Linked DNA regions of Mus musculus: region 1 is linked to region 2. A link is a contact called in public Hi-C data. All regions are on one chromosome and are shown on one strand. The core of a region is the stretch at or near the end of the contact, and the rest is flanking DNA. Distances in the headings are between cores, read along the strand shown.

Region 1 (2,700 bases), core at 1-2,500, 260 kb before region 2:
AAGTTGGCTGGTAATATGAACCATCACACTCAAGAAACATAAAAACCTAACTCTTAAGTAAAATACTTACAAGCAAACGGCTTGGCATGGTAGCTTATACCTATAATCTCAGCACTTAGGAGTTGGAGGCAGGAGCATTCTAAGTTTCAGGCCAGTCTGGACTTTAATAGCAGAGCTATTTTTATTCATTTGTGTGTGTAGCTGTGAACACCTGTGTATGCAGTGGAGGATGTTGGGTATCCCGCTCTAACACCTTCCACTTTATTCTCTCACTGAAGCTGGAAATAGGCTGCTGGCCAGCAAGCCCTGGTGGTCCCCCTCTTAGAACAAAAGCTTGCAGCTTGAGCCACAGGTACTCTTACCTGCTGGGCCACCCTCCCACCCATAAGAAGGATAGAATGGTCTCTACAGAGTTGTCTTCTGATCTCCACATGTGTGCTGTAGCATGCGCATGTTATGCCTATGCCCCCCACATATACACATAAATACAAATACTGACTGAAAAAAAATTTAGAATTTTTCAAAAACCAGTTAAGTTTGAGTACCTTCTTTTTTTTTTTAGTTTGGATAGTTTACTATCTGCCTGTTCTAAATGTAGACCACACTGAAAACCTTGGTCTTTATTGTTTTGAAATGTAGAATCTCCTGTTTGATGACAATGATGATTTCAGCACAATCAGAGATGACATTGGAAAGGAGAACCAGAAGCGGCTAGCTTTGGAAAAAAAGAAAAGGTGAGTGTAAGGCTTGGCCGTGGTCCACTCAAGGCCACTAGGGATGCAGACCTGGCATATCACTCCCTTTCCAGACACCTCACCTGATCTTCTGCAGGGCCCTAGTTGTCACCCAGCAGTGTTCCAGGTCAGCTGTCATCTTCATCACTGTGTAGAGCTAGAACATGTGTTCAGCCGGCATCTCCCATTTGCATGCTATTGGAATACTGCATTCTCACCAGCCTGCACTGCTTCCCACTTTCTTCCATCTTATATTTTATGCTTAATGTTATTACAGGCTTTCAGACTCAAAAGCCACCAAAGGAGTTCATTGTGCGTTCACCTTCATAGGGACCAGCATCACTGTCACCTACATAGCGTTTCAGAGAGCATGCTTGCCCTACATCACTGACAGCCCATAACAAATGGTGGGAGCATGGCACTCTTCTGCCATATGTGAGTGAACCTCATGGTGGCTGCCAACAACGATCCTGGGTTATCTGTAAAGCATGTCTCTAAGCACGGCGGCTAGGTCAAAAGCTATGGCTACTGGTGTAAATATGCCTTCTGGTAGAAAAGCCAACAAGCCAAAAATACATTGGTGATAAGCCTGAGCAGAAGGGAAGTGCAGCAGCTTGTCAGCATACAGGAAATGTTCAGTTAAGCTCATTCATCAGTCACACATCAATTCAAACCACTACACATCCATTTAGGCTGCTGAAATGACGCCACACTGGTGAGCAGACCGTGCCTAGGTCGTGGCTTTGCTAGCAGGTGTGGAGCTGGAACACCACTTTGGAGGAGCTTCTTACTCCTGGGGAGCACACACCTGTCACACAGCAACACCCTCACAAACGCACTTTTGGCAGACACATGAGAAAATGCAGTAGCCTGAGCTCAGCTTTAGCATGGGTCTCATTGGAGCCATCTGAAGAGGGTACTGTACATTGTAAATACCAGACCCAGGAGTCACAGTACCGTGACTGTGTCTGGAAGTCACAGTGAAGACTAGTTTGCTAAGTGGTCAGAGAGGTGGTTCTCTGGGAACAGGGACCGAGGGAGCAAAATGGAGCCACCTGAACTGTCATATAGGTATGTGGGTATGATTTGGGTACACTGTGAATGTTTTCAATTAAAAATGTGAGGGAGAAAAAGGTCACTCTGCTGTGAAAGGATTGTGCACAGCTGCCTATTAACAATGTTTAGCCAGGATGTGGGGAACCCTATTCTCACCTGAGAGTAAACTGGGGCCTCACATGGGCAGTTGAAAAACATCTGATCAGCCGGGCGGTGATGGTGCACACCTTTAATCCCAGCACTTGGGAGGCAGAGGCAGTCGGATTTCTGAGTTTGAGGCCAGCCTGGTCTACAGAGTGAGTTCCAGGACAGCTAGGGCTACACAGAGAAACCCTGTCTCAAAAAAACAAAACAAAACAAAACAAAAGAGAAGGAAGAAAGGAAGGAAGACAGGAAGGAAGACATCTGTCCAACTTGAAAATCCTATTCTACCTTGAGCCCTAGTATCTGGAATTCATTTGGGAGCCATTCTAAGTACCCTCAACACAGGGGCTGGAGAGATGGCCCTTGCTGCTCTTGCACAGGACCTAACTTCAGTTCTCAGCACACACATGGTGGTTTACAACTATTTATAACCCCTGTTCCAGGGGATCCAGTGCCCTCTTTCTGACCTCCACAGGTAGTAGACATGCAGGTAAAATACTCATGCACATAAAAATAAATTTTAAATGAACAAAAAACAACTCTATAAGCCCTCACCCATGATTGTGTATCAGTGATACCTTCTGTCTCCCACAGCCGAGAAGTCCACCGTGCACAGAGCAGCGATTTGTTCTCCAATGCAGGGGTGCCCGCTAGGTTCCGGGGACCAGAAGCTTCTCTGTCCATCCACGTTGCAAGCTTCAGATAGCCCCTGCAGCAGTATTTCCTGTGCTTCAGACAGAAGCATCCTGTCAGTTCTATGACAGAC
Region 2 (2,700 bases), core at 117-2,616:
CAGCTAGAGTTAGCTTTGCTCCACACACCATGAGACTGTCCATCCTTTTCTCCTTCTCCTTCCATGCCACTTCACCTCCCTACCTTTTCTCTGTCTTGCTTAATTTGTGAAAAATTCACAGAAAATTTGTAGCTTTCAACTTTTTTTTTAGATCAAAAATTGAGGGGCTGGAGAGGCGGCTGAGCAGCTAGGAACATGTACTGCTCTTTCAGAGGATCCAAGTTCAATTCCTAGCACCTACATCAGGCAGCTCACAACCACCTGGAACTCCAGCTCCAGGCGACTCCTTTGGTCTCTTGGAGCACCTCACATACCCAGGCATACACTCATACATAATTAAAAATAATAAGGATAAAATTAAAAATGAATCAAATTATTCTTTAAGATTTGTTGTTGTTGGCAATAGTATCTTTCCACTCTGCTCCCTCCAATGTCCTGCCCCCTGAAGGCAACTAATTTCAAGGTTTTTTTTTTAAAAGATATATTTATTTTATGTATATGAATACACTGTAGCTGTCAGACACACCAGAAGAGGGTGTCAGACCTCATTATGGATGGTTGTGAGCCACCATGTGGTTGTTGGGAATTGAACTCAGGACCTCTGGAAGAGCAGTCAGTGCTCTTAACTGTTGTGCCATCTCTCCAGCCCTAATTTCAAGTTTTTCAATGAACTCTTTTAACTTTATCTCATGTTTCTTAAAAAATAGAAACATAAATAAAAGGCATGCATGACCACCTGGTTTATTGTTGTATTTTAGCTACATAAACACTCAATGCTTATGTCACTGTGACCACGACAAGGCTCCTGACAGACCAGTCCTGGTTGTTCTTTTTCCTATGTAACTTAAAAACGTTTCCCTGAGTTGGGCCCATGAGCCCCTCCCCTAGCTGAGGAACTATTGGCAGATGACTGCTGGGGAGAGAAAGTCAAGTTTCTTAAGGATGTAGCTCCAGGTAGTGCCAGGTCCCAGGGGATGGTCTCATACCCAGGAGCACATACCAATTTCTGTCTTAGTTAGGGTTTTACTGCTATGAGCAGACACCATGACCAAGGCAACTCTTATAAGGACAACATTTAACTGGGGCTAGCTTTCAGGTTCAGAGGTTACGTCTATTATCACCCAAGGCAGGAACATGGCAGCAGCCAGGCAGGCATGGTGCAGAAGGAGTGAGTTTTACATCTTCATCTGAAGGCTGCTAGCAGAATACTCACTTCCAGGCAGCTAAGAGTAGGGTATTAAAGCCCACACCCACTGTGATGGTACAGGGTACAGACTCCAACAAAGCCACACCTCCTAATAGTGCCACTCCCTGGCCCAAGCATATACAAACCATCACAGGGACTCAGTGAGATGACAGGAAGTTGGGAGGAGGGAGGGGGTGAGGGTGGGTCTGAGAGGAGTTAGAGGGAGGAGTATGGGGTGAGTATGGGCAGTATGAGAAAAGGCATATTATATTGGCCTTTCCTGGGTTTATAACTGTACAATGACCATGTTCTTTTCTTTTTTGGTGGTACGGAGGGTCACACTGCATGCTAAGCTACCCTCCTAACCCCCTGCTATGTGCTTTCCTCCATTCAGACTCCCCTCTCATTCCCCACATGACTAAGCACTTTGCTGTCTGTCCTATGAGTAAGTGCTTTCCCACAGCCTCTAGGTCTGCTGACTTTGAGGCCTGTTGGAAACCTTCCTCCTTCAGCACCCTGGCATCTACTCCTTTGTCCCTCTCCTTGGACCCTTCTCTCTCTCATTCTGTCTCCCTCTCTCTTTGTTTACACCTTCATTCTGGTAACATCTCTAGTAGCTTTCCAAGAATTATTTTCTAAAACATGTTTGACTTTTAAATGAGCATATATTAACATATCTATTCATTGTAACCTCTTCATTCACTCTTTGATCATTCCACAGTTACTCTTTGTTTCTGTCCTGGTCCCTTTCTTCCCTAATTGTACCCCCTCACCCCCCAGTCCCATCCATTTTTGGTAAATAGTATCGTGTTGTTCTTTATGGCTGAGTAATACTCCTCCCATGATGTTCAGGAACATTTTCTTCCTTCAATGTTGGGCACCAAGGTCAGTTCCATAACTTGGCTATAACAAATGTCGCTCTGATAAACGCGGGTGTGCCGCCATCACTGGCATTGATCCCCTGTCAGTGTGTGACTGGCAAAGACTTTCTCCCATTCTGTCTCTTCACTCTGCTAACTGTTTCCCTTGCTGGTCAGAGTTTTTTAATTTTATAAAATCCCATTTGTCATTTTTTGCTATTGGAGTGTTTTTGTTTTGTTTTGAGAAGCCCTTCCCTGGAGCTAGGCCTACTGGCAGACGCCATAACCAGCACTTGGGAGGTAGAGGCAGGAGGATGAGGAGTGAGTTCCTTGGCTACCACTTGCCTGACATGCATAGGTCCTTGGGTTTGATTACTGTGATTACAAAACTAATTAGCTAAACAAACAAATAACCACTTTGAGCACCCTCCTCAAAGTCCCTGGTAGACTTGTCATGACTGACAGAGGTGGGGGCATTGAGTACCTCCATATGACTCTTGTGGGAAAGCTGCCAGGCAACCGAGGTAGCATTAGACTCTGGCTCAAAAACCCAAACCAAACCCACCTTCTAAGAGCTTCCTTCCCTCAAGTTTTTAATTTCTGGTTGTTTTTATTTTATTTCGGCAGTACAAGGGGCCCGCATATGATTGATAA

What was found. A called contact is a pair of places that touch in the nucleus more often than the background predicts.
Region 1: a contact with region 2 is called in a Hi-C map of regulatory T cells, with 2.3 times the contacts expected there. The contact joins two enhancer-like sites. A contact is called at or near these places in 1 of 15 datasets of contacts at CTCF or cohesin (large pre-B cells), 3 of 484 Hi-C or Micro-C datasets (CD4 T cells, pro-B cells and regulatory T cells), 1 of 115 datasets of contacts at active chromatin or transcription factors (bone marrow-derived dendritic cells) and 2 of 9 other capture datasets (adipose tissue and liver).

The regions. Positions count from the first base shown.
Region 1 is chr1:87,946,536-87,949,235 of GRCm38.p6, reverse strand. Usp40 (ubiquitin specific peptidase 40) reads left to right here. Exons shown (of 32, transcript NM_001198573.1): 31 at 640-734; 32 at 2,529-2,700. The coding sequence ends at 2,640. Among named protein-coding and RNA genes, the nearest start is that of Usp40, 61 kb to the left of the region's middle. Within about 2 kb of position 1,250, at least 19 of the 459 cell types and tissues checked have an H3K27ac peak or open chromatin away from gene starts, as enhancers often do. A contact at or near this core is called in regulatory T cells, where this site is marked.
Region 2 is chr1:87,688,772-87,691,471 of GRCm38.p6, reverse strand. All of the region lies in intron 9 of Inpp5d (inositol polyphosphate-5-phosphatase D), which reads right to left. Among named protein-coding and RNA genes, the nearest start is that of Gm33470, 35 kb to the left of the region's middle. Within about 2 kb of position 1,366, at least 23 of the 459 cell types and tissues checked have an H3K27ac peak or open chromatin away from gene starts, as enhancers often do. A contact at or near this core is called in regulatory T cells, where this site is marked.